Regions from separate parts of the Mus musculus genome. Here regions 2 and 3 are each linked to region 1. The links are chromatin contacts, called in public Hi-C maps. All regions are on one chromosome and are shown on one strand. The core of a region is the stretch at or near the end of the contact, and the rest is flanking DNA. Distances in the headings are between cores, read along the strand shown. Region 1 has its middle 85 kb from the start of Cdc42se2. Region 2 overlaps Rapgef6 (Rap guanine nucleotide exchange factor (GEF) 6). Region 3 has its middle 17 kb from the start of Gpx3.

What was found. Hi-C and Micro-C count contacts between places; a contact is called where the count stands out from the background.
Region 2: a contact with region 1 is called in a Hi-C map of bone marrow-derived macrophages, with 5 times the contacts expected there. The contact joins two enhancer-like sites. A contact is called at or near these places in 1 of 15 datasets of contacts at CTCF or cohesin (pro-B cells), 13 of 484 Hi-C or Micro-C datasets (the Ba/F3 cell line, the C10 cell line, CD4 T cells and 8 more) and 1 of 115 datasets of contacts at active chromatin or transcription factors (the 230-238 cell line).
Region 3: a Hi-C map of bone marrow-derived macrophages shows a contact between it and region 1, with 40 read pairs. The contact joins two enhancer-like sites. A contact is called at or near these places in 3 of 15 datasets of contacts at CTCF or cohesin (CD8 T cells, embryonic stem cells and stem cell-derived epiblast-like cells), 17 of 484 Hi-C or Micro-C datasets (CD4 T cells, bone marrow-derived macrophages, embryonic stem cells and 5 more), 8 of 115 datasets of contacts at active chromatin or transcription factors (the HPC-7 cell line, double positive thymocytes, embryonic basal ganglia and 4 more) and 2 of 9 other capture datasets (embryonic tail and embryonic trunk).

The regions. Positions count from the first base shown.
Region 1 is chr11:54,700,779-54,705,140 of GRCm38.p6, reverse strand. No RefSeq gene overlaps it. Among named protein-coding and RNA genes, the nearest start is that of Cdc42se2, 85 kb to the left of the region's middle. Within about 2 kb of position 1,895, at least 13 of the 459 cell types and tissues checked have an H3K27ac peak or open chromatin away from gene starts, as enhancers often do. A contact at or near this core is called in bone marrow-derived macrophages and muscle stem cells, where this site is marked.
Region 2 is chr11:54,561,065-54,565,128 of GRCm38.p6, reverse strand. Rapgef6 (Rap guanine nucleotide exchange factor (GEF) 6) reads right to left here. Exons shown (of 29, transcript NM_001252494.1): 5 at 3,735-3,804. Among named protein-coding and RNA genes, the nearest start is that of Rapgef6, 40 kb to the right of the region's middle. Within about 2 kb of position 2,173, at least 7 of the 459 cell types and tissues checked have an H3K27ac peak or open chromatin away from gene starts, as enhancers often do. A contact at or near this core is called in bone marrow-derived macrophages, where this site is marked.
Region 3 is chr11:54,883,749-54,887,926 of GRCm38.p6, reverse strand. No RefSeq gene overlaps it. Among named protein-coding and RNA genes, the nearest start is that of Gpx3, 17 kb to the left of the region's middle. RefSeq lists an enhancer at 3,770-4,178. Within about 2 kb of position 2,781, at least 114 of the 459 cell types and tissues checked have an H3K27ac peak or open chromatin away from gene starts, as enhancers often do. A contact at or near this core is called in bone marrow-derived macrophages and muscle stem cells, where this site is marked.

The DNA.
Region 1 (4,362 bases), core at 646-3,145:
AGAGCTAGTTTGATGGTTAAGGGATTACTGCTGATTGTGGCGGCACACACCTTTAAGGAGGCAGAGGCAGATCCATCTCCATGAGTTCTGGTTCAGCCTGGTCTACATAGTGAGTTCCAGACTAGCCACGGCTACATAGTGAGACCTTATTTTAAAACAGAACAAAATAAAAAGTGACTACTGCTCTTGCAGGGGACGAGCTTTCAGTTGTCAGCATGCACACCGGCTGCTCACGGTTGCTTGTGATGATGGAGGATCCTCTGCCCCCAAAGATGATATTGGTTAGCCACCACCCACAGAGCAGACACGCTATTACGCAGGCGAGCATCTTTCTTTTTCAAAACAGGGTTTCTCTGTTGACCAGGCTGGCCTCAAATTGAGATCCACCTACTTCTGCCTCCTGAGTGCAGGAATTAAAAGCATGTGCTACCGCACTCAGCTCACATCTTACTCTCCAGCTGGTTTCTTTACACTCTCTTTATGCTGGTTAATCCTTTCCACCTACAATATTTTATGTTCTGCTGTCCCTCTTCCCTTAAGCTCCCTGCCCTCATTTTCTGGCTCACAGCAGTACTCCATTTTTGCTAGAGAATATCGAAGACTTGAAGCTATGTCCCATTTGTCTTTGGGCCTGCGTTACTTCACTGTTTATTGGTGGTATTGAGGATTAAATCCAGGGCTTTGATTATGCTATGCAAACTCTCTGCCGCTGAGCTACACTACTCCCCCCTCTCTTTGAATAACTATTCCCAATTCTGTCCATTTCTTTGTAAATTGCACTTTCTGTGCAACTGAAGTACAAGGAGGTATATGCACTACATCTTTGTTGTCCATTCACCAGTTGTTGGGCATGGAGGCTGTCTCCATTTTCTAGCTACTGTAACCTCTGAATGGAATCAATGTCCACTTCTCAGGGGACAATGGACCAATGCCTGCTACTCTAAGCCTGGCTGAAATTCTAGGGCTGGGGAGGTAGTAGTTGGGGAAGTGGTAGGCCCACGCAGGGACTGGATTTCTGATGGCTAACTAAATGGACACAGCAATATACTGCCGTAAACACCCACGCTTATATCTGTAGACAGAGATGCCTCCCCTCACAGCATGCAGAGAATGAGGGAGAGTTGTGGGCTCAGCCCTGAACAAGCCACTTAGACGCCCTTCTGCCCCAGCCTCTAATGCTCAGAGCATACGGTGGAAGAGGGGTGTATATGAGTCAGAAGACAGGTGAAGGGCTACAAAGTGCCATCCCTTGGACTTCACATGGCAATATCACAGATGGGAACAACTGCGGTTGTCTGTGCTGGCCACAGGAGACCAGCCTGTGAACAAACATCCGGGGAGGTGTGTGTGTGTGTGTGTGTGTGTGTGTGTGTGTGTGGGGGGGTGCTCACAGGACCTTTCTTTACCTCACTCACAACTACTGCCAATTCAGACTCCAGGAGTGAGAATCACTGTCTTTAGTTGTACTCAAGTTGAAGGCGGTTTCACACCCATGGAACTGGTGGGTCTCTAAACAAAAAATGAATTGGAGAGATTTGTGAGGAAGTAGGCAGGGGTGGTAGAAAATGGGAGGTGAGAGCCATCAGTATGCTGGGCTTACCATCTTAATTCAAAACTAAACCAACTAGAAAACCCAGTCACGTTGTAGCTTGGCGCCACCTAGTGTCTGTCTGTCTCTCTCTCTTTTTCAAGACAGGGTTTCTCTGTGTAGCCCTGGCTGTCCTGGAACTCACTCTGTAGACCAGGCTGGCCTCGAACTCAGAAATTTGCCTAAGGCAGTTTTTCTAAGTAGTCTTGGCTGTTCTTGAATTCACTCTGTGGAACAAGTTGGCCTCAAACTCAGAGATCCGCCTCCCTCTGCCTCCTTAGTGCTGGGACTAAAGGTGTGCGCCACAACTACCTGGCTGACTCTAAAGGTCCCTAACTATGCCCTGGGAGAGACTCTTCTCTCCAATTGCCAAAGAACTCAAGTTGCAAAAACTCAAACCAGAACTCCATATTGTAAGATTGGCTGAATAACAAAACACTCACTTCCAGCCTCTGAGGGTCCTAATACAAACTGAGGAGAGTTAGACCTCAGACTTGACCCTGCACTGTTTAAGAAATGCTTGTTTAAAAATGACTATTAGGCTGGAGAGATGGCTCAGTGGTTAAGAGCACTGATTGCTCTTCTAGAGGTCCTGAGTTTAATTCCCAGCAACCACACGGTGGCTCACAACCATCTATAATGGGATCTGATGCCCTCTTCTGGTGTGTCTATCTGATGACAGCTACAGTGTGCTCATGTAAGTAAATATACCTTTAAAAAAATGACTATTGTGTGTGCATGACACCTCTGTGGGTACACGCACAGAGAAACAACTTTGGAGAGCTGGGTCTCTGCTCCTGCCTTTATGTGGACTCAGTTGTTAGGCTTGCAGGTCAAGCACTGTAGATGTTTGCCCTTTTGGTATACACTTTATATATATCCTCCCTTGGAGGTGTGTGAACCAAAGTATCTTCCTACTTCCCAGCCAGCCAGTACGTATTTCTTTTCATATTGTCAAGTCTATTTTTTTTTTTTTTTTTTTTTTTTTTTTTTTTTTTTGGAGACAGGGTGTCTGTGTGTAGCTTTGGCTGTCCTGGAACTCTATGTAGACCAGAATTTCTTTCTTTTCTTTTCTTTTTTTTTTTTTTTTTTTTTAAGATTTATTTTCTTGGGAGTGGGTGGGTAGGGGAGCAGGGCGGGAGGGGGGGGGAGAGGGTATAGGGGACTTTCGGGATAACATTTGAAATGTAAATGAAGAAAATATCTAATAAAAAATTGAAAATAAAAAGATTTATTTCCTTTGTGTATGTGAGTACACTGTAGATGAACAGATGGGTGGTTGTGAGCCTTCACGTGGTTGCTGGGATTTGAACAGGGCCTTCAGCAGAGTAGTCAGTGCTCTTACCCACTGAGCCATCTCGCCAGCCCCAGAACTGTCATGAACTCATAAGAGATCCACTTCCCCCTGATAGCTGAGTGGTGGAATTAAATGTGTGCTTTGGTATGCTTCACTCAATCATTCTTTAAAAAAAAAAAAAAAAACCCCAAGATTCCCATAGGTAGGTGCCACACATGCGTGACTTACCAGGGCAGCAGTCCAAGACAACAGGCTCGTTCACGCCACTCTTATCAGCTTCAACTATGGCTCTTCGGGTTTCCTATCATGGTTCTGGGGAGGAGCTTTAGCATGTTACGGTGAAGACTTCACAATTATGGTCCTTTCTTGTCTTACCACATATTTTCAAAGAGCTGACACGTACCCGTTTTGGGCATAATATCTAATTAGTTTGTGATGCTATCTATTAATCTTAGTTAAACTATTATTATTATTATTATTATTATTATTATCCTGAATTAACTTACTACTAACCAAAAATATTGAAATGTGAATTTTGTCTAATATACCCATCTAAAAGCTATCAGCTTCCTTTAAGTGTGCTGTTAAACTGATAGGTGGTGGCAAATGGGAGGCAGAGGCAGGCGGATCTCTGTGAGCTTGAGGCCAGACCTGTCTATACAGTGAACTCCATGATAGGATCACAGTTGAGACCATTTTCAAAGTAAATCTTAAAAATTCCATTTATTTTGTGTGTGCATGCATGTGCCACAGTACATGGATGTTAGGGGCAGCTTGTGGGACTCAGTTCTCCCCTTTCACTGTGTAGGTTCAAAGACTGAACTCAGCTCATCAGGATAGATGGCAAATGTTCTTACTCTCCCAAGCCTAATGGGAGCACCAAACCCTGATACTTGTTTTAAAAAACGAAGTAGATCCTGTTCTATGTGGCTTATGCTCCTGCTTCATCTCCCAGTGGCTGTGACTGCAAGCGTATGCCAAATGCAGCATGCCTGACTGGTAGCATCAGTAGCAAACACTCCATTGTGATATGTGGTCTGGGCTCATCTAGCATTTACTCTGCAGGTGTTGGGTTTCCCATAGATCTGTTGGATGGACTGTGTCCTTTCCATTCCCACATCTTCACTCAACTGGGGAAGGCTCAGCTTCCATCACATGCTGGGGCAGCTATAGGATTTAAACTAGTGAGGTCACTATGGAGGCCTGCTGGGTAGTGAGAGACGCTTTCTTCAATAATGTCATCACTGGTAAGGCGCTCATGCTCCTGTAGGCAACCCTACTCAAACTAAACAACAAAAAAAGAACCTAATGTGACCACTCCCAACATTGCACTAGACACACTGGCCAGTGTAGCGAGGCAGAGAAGAGACTGGAAAAGAGCGCCATGAAAATTTGAGGCTGTGAGCATGCAGCTAGATCCCCTGGAACCCAGTGTTAGAACAAGGGAGACTCCATCAAACAGTATTCCAAAGGCAAA
Region 2 (4,064 bases), core at 924-3,423, 140 kb after region 1:
TGGCTTCTTTCACTTAACAGAGTATTTTCAAGGTTTGTTAATTTATGGAAGAATAGACAGCTCACTCTATATAAAGCAGAGTACTATTCCATCTTATGGACACTGAATAAGGTTTATTCAGGTTGCAGATATTTATGCTATTTCTATTTCTGGGAAATTATGGATAATGTGTACATCCGTTTACCAGATGTTATATATGTAGGGGTGAAATGAATGGGTAATATGTTGACCTACCTAACCATTTTTCTAACTGGTGGCAGCACCTCACACTCCCAGCAAAGACAAAAGTTCCAATTTTATTAGATGCTTTCCAATGCCAATGACTGCCTGCTAATAAAACCCTTTATCATTATTTTTAATTTTTGATGAAGTCTTCAAGTTACACCATGGGTGCCTTTCATATAGTTGTTCTCTCTTAAGAAAAACTGGTCTAACTCCAAGAATGTATTGGGTCATAGGCTGTTAAGTAGCTGTCCTTATCTTTCTACCTGGAAGAAACTATATTTAAAAATCAAAAATAAAAAAATAAAATGAAATAAAAATCATGTACAGAACCTTTTAAAGTATAGTCTCAACCTAAAAATTCCTAAAGGGAAAAGAAATCTTTGTGACTGTAATGAAATGCATTCTAGATAACAGATTCACAACCTCTTAAAAACAAGATAAATTGTTTTTTTTTCTGCTTATGAGAGAGGGTCTCACTATGACCCACATTGTCCTTGAAAGTTCAGCATTTCACCTGTCTCAGGTTCTGGAACTACAGGCATTTACAACCATGGCAACAAAGTGATCTTTGCTTTGAAAGATACCAACTAAGCTAACACATCCAATGAAGAAAAAGGTGTCTGGTTGTAGGTAGTTCCAATCATCCTTGAAGTTACTAGAGATCAAATATTTCAATGAATTCTCAACATTTTAATACATTCTGAAATATTGGATTATTTTCTACTATAATTAATAAAGCATTATAAACACAGATGAATCAGCAAAAACAGTTCTAAAAAGTAACTGGAGGGACATTGTCTATTTCTCATGAAATTTATCAACATGCATTTTCTTATCCCTTGAACTTTCTCATATTAGCAAAACAGTTATCAAAATCAAGGTTTCAATAGTATCTTACCTGTATGCCATGTTGCTAACAGGATTTACAATTCTCCACTGTCCAGTAGTCAAAAGAAAAACAACCATTATGTTCATTAGATGCTATATTTATGTCTTTTAGAATGGTTCCATGACTGTTCTATCTCCTGTCATTGAGATCTCATCAATTTGTAGAACATTCTCTAATTTGTCTGATAATTTGTGACTTTTGTTTAAGTATGAATGCTGAACAAGAATACATTCTAGTCATGACCTTTCTTCTTCTCAGTGTTGTCACAACAGGAGTAATATCCCATTAGTTTGTGTGTATATATAAAATAGCAGTAGCAGTAATTACTATTCTGATGAAAATCTGCCATATTTTAACATCAGAAATTTAGTAATGTCCCCTTTATAAATAATTGCTAGGAACATCCTCTGTGATGTCCTAAGTATTCTGTTGCCTAACTGAACATTAGCCTCCCTAGTTTTACCAATTGTAAGCCAAGTGTTTCCTTACCATTTGTTAGTTGGCATTCTACCATCAAGGAGTGCTAGCTCATCATCCTTCTTCATTTCTTCAGATCATCAAGATTTTAACTACTTGTATGATATATGAAGGCACCATCACCACTATAAATTTTTATTTGAATTCCCAAATGTCCCTAGGTTTCGCCAATGGGAGTGTTTTTGATCTGGGTCCTGGGTTATTTTAAATTCTCTTAAATGTTTCCTTTACATTGTTGCCAGCTAATGAAAATACTTTGTTTCTTAAAGGGGAAAAAGATGATAAAGAGGTATAAAGGGAAATTCATTGTTAAATATTTTTTAAAGGCATATTTAATACATTAAATGTGCACATTAAAATTCTAGGCAGTAATTTTCTGTATGCATGTATGTATGTATGTATGTATGTATGTATGTATGTATGTATGTATGTTAGTTAGTATTCTGGCTAGTAATATATGTCTCCTCACCCTAGTCCTCTTTCTTCTTTTTCTCTCTTCCTCTTCTTTTTTTCTCTTTGAGACAAAGTCTTAAGTAACCCATGCCGCCTGACTCATCATATGGTTTTGAAATCATGTTCATCCTGCCACCTCCTGGCCAAGTGCTTGAATTAAAGCGAGAATCATGACGTCTGGCTTGTAACTAGTTGCACATTAAGTTTACTCGTTTAAAAATTAACAATTCTTTTTTTGTTGTTGTTGTTTTTGTTTTTTGTTGCTGTTGTTGTTTTTCGAGACAGGGTTTCTCTGTATAGCCCTGGCTGTCCTGGAACTCACTTTGTAGATCAGGCTGGCCTCGAACTCAGAAATCCGCCTGCCTCTGCCTCCTGAGTGCTGGGATTAAGTGGGCCGCCACCACCACCCAGCCAAAAATTAACAATCCTTAAACACTTTTTATTAACATCTTCTTACATTATTTACTCCCCACCCACACACTCCACACCAATGGTGGAGGTCAGGGAACAATTTCTGGAGAGCAGGCTGTCAGACTCGGTGGCAAGGACCTTTACCTGATGAACCCTCCCACCAGTCAAATACTTAAACAACCTGGTGATAAATTAATAGGTACATGAAAATGTAAGCTAACGATTTCTAAGTCTTAGTAAATAAAAAGGACATGGTAAAATGCCAGAATAAACTCTGGGCTTTAAACATGCTGGCATGCATTTCACTGAGGGGATCTCAAGGAACTTAAGCACAACCAGTAGCCAGAGCTTAGCTTGGTTTTTAAACATTTTCTAAAACAACAACAACATCACAAACAAACTCCCTTTACAAAAAAGAGATAACAGCTCCACGTTTCAAACAGCAAATGTAAGATGACTGTAGCCTAAAATGACTTCCTGACTTTTCCTGATACATAAACATGCTATATACCTCTTGCATGTGCACTAAGTATTAAAGCACATTGTTATCCACTGCAGTTTGACCACCTACAGTTCTAGGGCAGCCAATACCCTCTTTAGACCTCTGTGGACACTGCACACATGTAGTTCACTTACACACATGCAGGAAAAACAATCATACATAATATACATACATATAAATATAACTCTTTTTAAAAGCCAAATTTTCTAGAGTTCTAACAACTATCTAGGCTCTTATGGAAAATAAAAATATATTCATTAAACACAAGTCTAAATGAAATATTATCTCAAATTATTAAAGAGTACAAGTATTGGAAACAAACTATTTTTACTTGGGCCGATTTCCTATGTGCCTTTATTTTCTCTAGCTCTTCCCCTCAGCTCATCTGAAGTTTACTGACTCCATTACTGGCAAAGGAAAAAACACTGGAAAAAAATTATGTCCCTTTAAAGAGGCCTCCCCACTTCGTTGACACACAGACAGAGATACACATATTTCCTCTCCGCATTCCCCCGAGCCTACTTTTTAATTTTCTGGTGGAACAGGTAAAGAAAGTTACCAAATTTGGGACATGTTACCTCTATTATCATTTTAGACATCATTTCAACCACAACAGAAGTGTCAGAGATAAAAATATATAAAGGTGCTATATGGTTCTGATGTTATTTAAATATCATCATAGGATAGGCCATGGAAAAGAAACTTTCTTGAGTATTGAAAGCCTACCACATTTAGAGTTGAAACTGAAGCATACAAAAAAGCAATTCAGCATCTTACCACAATCATTTCTGAAGGTTCTAACACAAGACAATCACATCCTCTTTTTCCTCCAAACTGCTTACCAAAACTATAAAAACAGAAAAACAATTTCTTTAGCAGAAGTTATAACGTATGTCAATATGGGAAAAATAAAAGCTCCAAGACATTAACTGAGAAATTCTGATCATCTTACTGAGATTTTTCTAACAAAAACAAATGAGTTCTTCTTAATTGCTCATATATGACAAATCTCATTTCAATTCTGTGTACAACTTTTTCCAAAATTTCTTTACTTAGTCCCCATAATTGTTTATGTAAGATATTTTCCTAATCTTAAATTCTAAACAC
Region 3 (4,178 bases), core at 1,532-4,031, 180 kb before region 1:
GTTCCCAGCTAGTGGAGTTTGGGAAGGATTAGGTGTGGTCTTGGAGGAGGTGCGTCACTGGGGATGGGAGGTGGGCTTTGAGGGTTTAAACCCATGCCAGGGGGCTGGAGAGATGGCTCAGCAGTTAAGAGCACTGACTACTTTTTGCTCTCCCAGAGATCCTGAGTTCAATTCCCAGCAAACACATGGTGGCTCACAACCATCTGTAATGGGAGCCGATACCCACTTCTGGTGTGTCTGAAGACAGCTACAGTGTACTCATATACATAAAATACGTAAATCTTTAAAAAAATAAAACATGATGACAAGCCTAGTCTCTCTCTCTCTCTCTCTCTCTCTCTCTCTCTCTCTCTCTCTCTCTCTCTCTGCCTGCAATCAGGGTGTAACTCTTAGTTACTTCAGCACCATGCCTGCAGGCCTTCCACCTTGCTTCCAGCCATAATGATAAGGGATCAGTCTCCAAAACTGTAAGCAAGCCTCCATGAAATGCTTCCTTTCCTAAGAGTTGCCTTGGTCGTGGTGTCTCTTCACAGCAGTGGAACAGTGACTAAGACAGCTGTTTCCCAGGTATTTTGTCACAGTGTTGAGCGAGAACTAACACAAGGAAGGATTTGGCTCTGGACGTGGGATACAGTCCCTCCAATTTACATGGTTATGACTGGTCAAGATGACGGTGACGGGGCTGAGGATGTAGTTCAGTTGGTAGGATGCTTGCCTGACATGCACAAAGCCTGTGTTTGATCCCAAGCATGATATAAACCAAGTACGGTGGCACATTGCCTGTTATTCTAGCAGAAACAGGTGGATCAGCAGTTCAAGGTCACACTCAGCTACACTTCAAATTGGAGGTATTATCCTAAGCTACCTAAGACCCTGCCTCTAAATAAGTGCCCATGATGGTTTTTATGTGGACACAAAACAATTATCAGCTCAACAAGAATAAGATAGAATTTATTCTTATGCCAATATGAATGGCTCTGGCTAAGATTCAAGTTGCCCTAAGTAACATGTCCCTCCTTAGTAGTAGTTTCATGAGAGTTCATTAGTTATAGACCAAAGAAAGTCATAAGTCAAGGCTTTACCAAACATTCTAGAGAGGTTCCAAGCCTTTTGAAAAAGGTAGCCAGTGCTCTTAACTACTAAGCCATCTCTCCAGTCCTCATTTTTTGGGGGAAGGGGAGAATTTGGGGATATTTATTTGTTTGTGACAGTGTCCCTAATGTAGCCCTGCCTAGCCTGGTGCTTATTATATAACCCGTGCTAGTCTTGAACTCACAAAACTCTGCCTGACTGTACCTCCTAAGTGCTGGGTGCTGATTTACAATGAAGGAAGCAGGCATAGAGAGGTTCAGTAAACCTGGCTTCTCGGTAATGGAGATGGGATCTGTCCTAGTTAGCTTTAACTGTCCATCAAGTTGACACAGACTGAGATAACTGATCTGAGAAGGAGCCTCAGTTGAAGAATTTTCTAGATCAAATTGGCCTGTGGCCATACCTGTGGAGGATTGTCTTAATCTTTGATGCAGGAGAGCCCAGCTCACTGTGGGCAGCACCACCCTTAGGCAGGAGGGCCTGGGTTGTATAAGAAAGTTAGTTAGACCCTCAGGGTGAAGCATCAAGCAGCCTTCCTCCTTGATTTCTGCTTCAAGTTCCTGCTTGAGTTCTTACCCTGACATCACTCATTGTTGGATCATCAACTGAAGTATCAGACAAACAAACCATTTCTTTCTTTAATTTGCTTTTGGTTAGAGTGCTTCTTCATTGTTGCAGACTTTGAGACCACCGGGAGAGACCACCTGAACTCTTATCAAGTTTTAATTAGCCAAATTTTATTAAAGCTGCAACTAACCACAATCTCCTTGGATGGATTTAAGACTGCAACTTTTTAAAGGCTACATCTGCTCCTGGGGACCTTCAGTTCTGCTGGCATGGGACAACATCCTAGGCCGGTGTTTTGTATTGTCTTATCAGCCTCAGGTTGCTCACAGGGCTGGCCTCAGCCCTCTAAGATGGAGTCCTCAGCTACTATATCATAACAGAAGAAGAACAGGCTTCCATCTTGGAGAGCTCACTTTGTGCCCTGCATTTGTAGTCCAGACAACGGAGGGGACTTGCCTGCCATTCACATGGTAGTTTCTTACCGTTAAGGCAATGGAAGAGCCAGACAGAAGTCCAGAAGAAGCCAACAAGCAAAGTATCTATGCCCTCCTGTTCTACACTGTTCCTCCACCCCAACCTACCCTCCAGATGATAGGATCAGTTTATTAAAAAGCAGAGAGCCCTAGGGCATGGCCTTGTGGGAACGTGCCAAGGCCAGCCTGACCCCATCAGAATCAGTTGTCTTGAGCTTGAAGCCTGGCTTTTTGGTCCATCCCCCAAGGCAGTAAAAGGGCAATCAGCTTAACATGGCCAGCAGTGGCAATGGGGACAAGTTTGGAGAAGACAGGCAGGGAAGGGAAAGGATTTCTCCTTAGAGGGAAGGTTAGGGTGAAGGATAATAGGAGAACCAAGAAAACTGAAGCTCAGAAAGATCAATTGCCCACTCAGAGGTACCAGGTGCAGGTCCTCTGGAAAGGCATCCTTGTCCACTAGAGAAGATAGGGGGTGCAGGGAGGGGGATGGGCAGGAGAGTGGAGAGGGAGAGAGGCAGACATTGTAAAAAGAAGGAAAACGTGTGGTTCTTGGTGCTCTGCCCAGCAAGGGCCGTGTGTTCAGAGCTGTCCCCTCCCAGGAGGCTCACTGGAGAAGGGGCGGGTGTTTATGAAGAGCCTGACTCCAGGAGCAGCATGACCTCCTGGCCTGTCCCTGCTGGTTGCTGCCCCGTGACTGCTCCTGGCTATAAACAGCCTGTTTATTAAACCGCAGGAAATTGGCCCCTCCACCACTTGAGCAATTTGAGAGAACAGGAGGTTCCTGGTCAAGAATTTACAAACTGGGAGGGCTGGCTGCTGGGAGCCTATGGTGCTCAAAGACCTGGCTTGAAAGGGCTTTGGGGAGAGTGCCCTCCGTCCGCTCCTCTTGCAGCCTTGCTTAGGGCTTCCCAAACCCTGGAGGCCCTCAAGAGTCAGAGGTGGCCCCTTGAAGGCTATTACGTTGACTTACCTCTTTATTTGGTCAAATAGCCCCATGATTAGAGCACTATAGTGACATCAAATGAGAAGAGAGATTTCAAAAGCACTTGGAGGGAGGCAGGAAGAGCTAGCGCCTGAAAAGTGCTTGTCTTGCAAGCTTGAAGACCAGAGTTCAATCCCTAGAGTGCTCTCGTTCTCTCTCTCTCACTCTCTCTCTCTCTCTAAAAGCTGGGGGTGGGGGTTGTAGAGATGTCTCAGCAGTTAAGAACACTTCCTGTTCCTGTTTTTGCAGAGAATCTAGGTTCAGTTCCCAGTACACACAGGGCAACTCAAACTGTCTCTAACTCCAGCTCCAGGGGATCCTCAATGCCCTCTTCTGTGTTTGGTAGGCACCAGGCACTTGCATGCACACAAAATGAAAAAAAAAAAAAAAAAAAAAGACGGGTGTGTGGCCCACATCTGCAGTCCCAACACTGAAGAGGCAGAGACAGGCAGATCCCTGGGGCTCACTGACCATCAGCCCAGCCATCTTGAAGAGTTCATCTAGGCCTTGCTTCAAAACAAGGGAGGGCTGGCAAGACAGCTCAGTGGGTAAAGGCACTCGTTGCCACAGATCTGAGGAGAGCTTGATTCCCAACCTGTATGTCGAAAGGAGAGAACTGACTTGTGGACATAGTCTTCTGACCTGCATTATGGTCTCGTGTACATGGATCAGGGCACTCCCCTCCAAAAAAAAAAAATACATATATATAAAATTGTTTAAAAGAAAAAGAAGGTGAACTACACTTGGAAAGTAGCACTTGAGGTTGTCTTCTGACTTTCACACAGCTCGGCGCAAATGTATAACACCACACACACACACACACACACACAGAGCACAGGACCTGAGTCCTGTCTGGTTCAGCCGATCACTTACTTCTCCCCATAGCCAATCACTCAGGACAGAATCACTTAGGAGATGAGTGCGTTGCCACGTAGTGTGTCCTTTTTGTCCTTACCTTATGGCTTTGTGTGACCTCAAGGCCACCACACCAAGCTTCTCCGTTACACGCTTGTGCTCCTGTGCCTGGAGGATTCCCTGAGATGCCGGGATTGACATGAAACCCG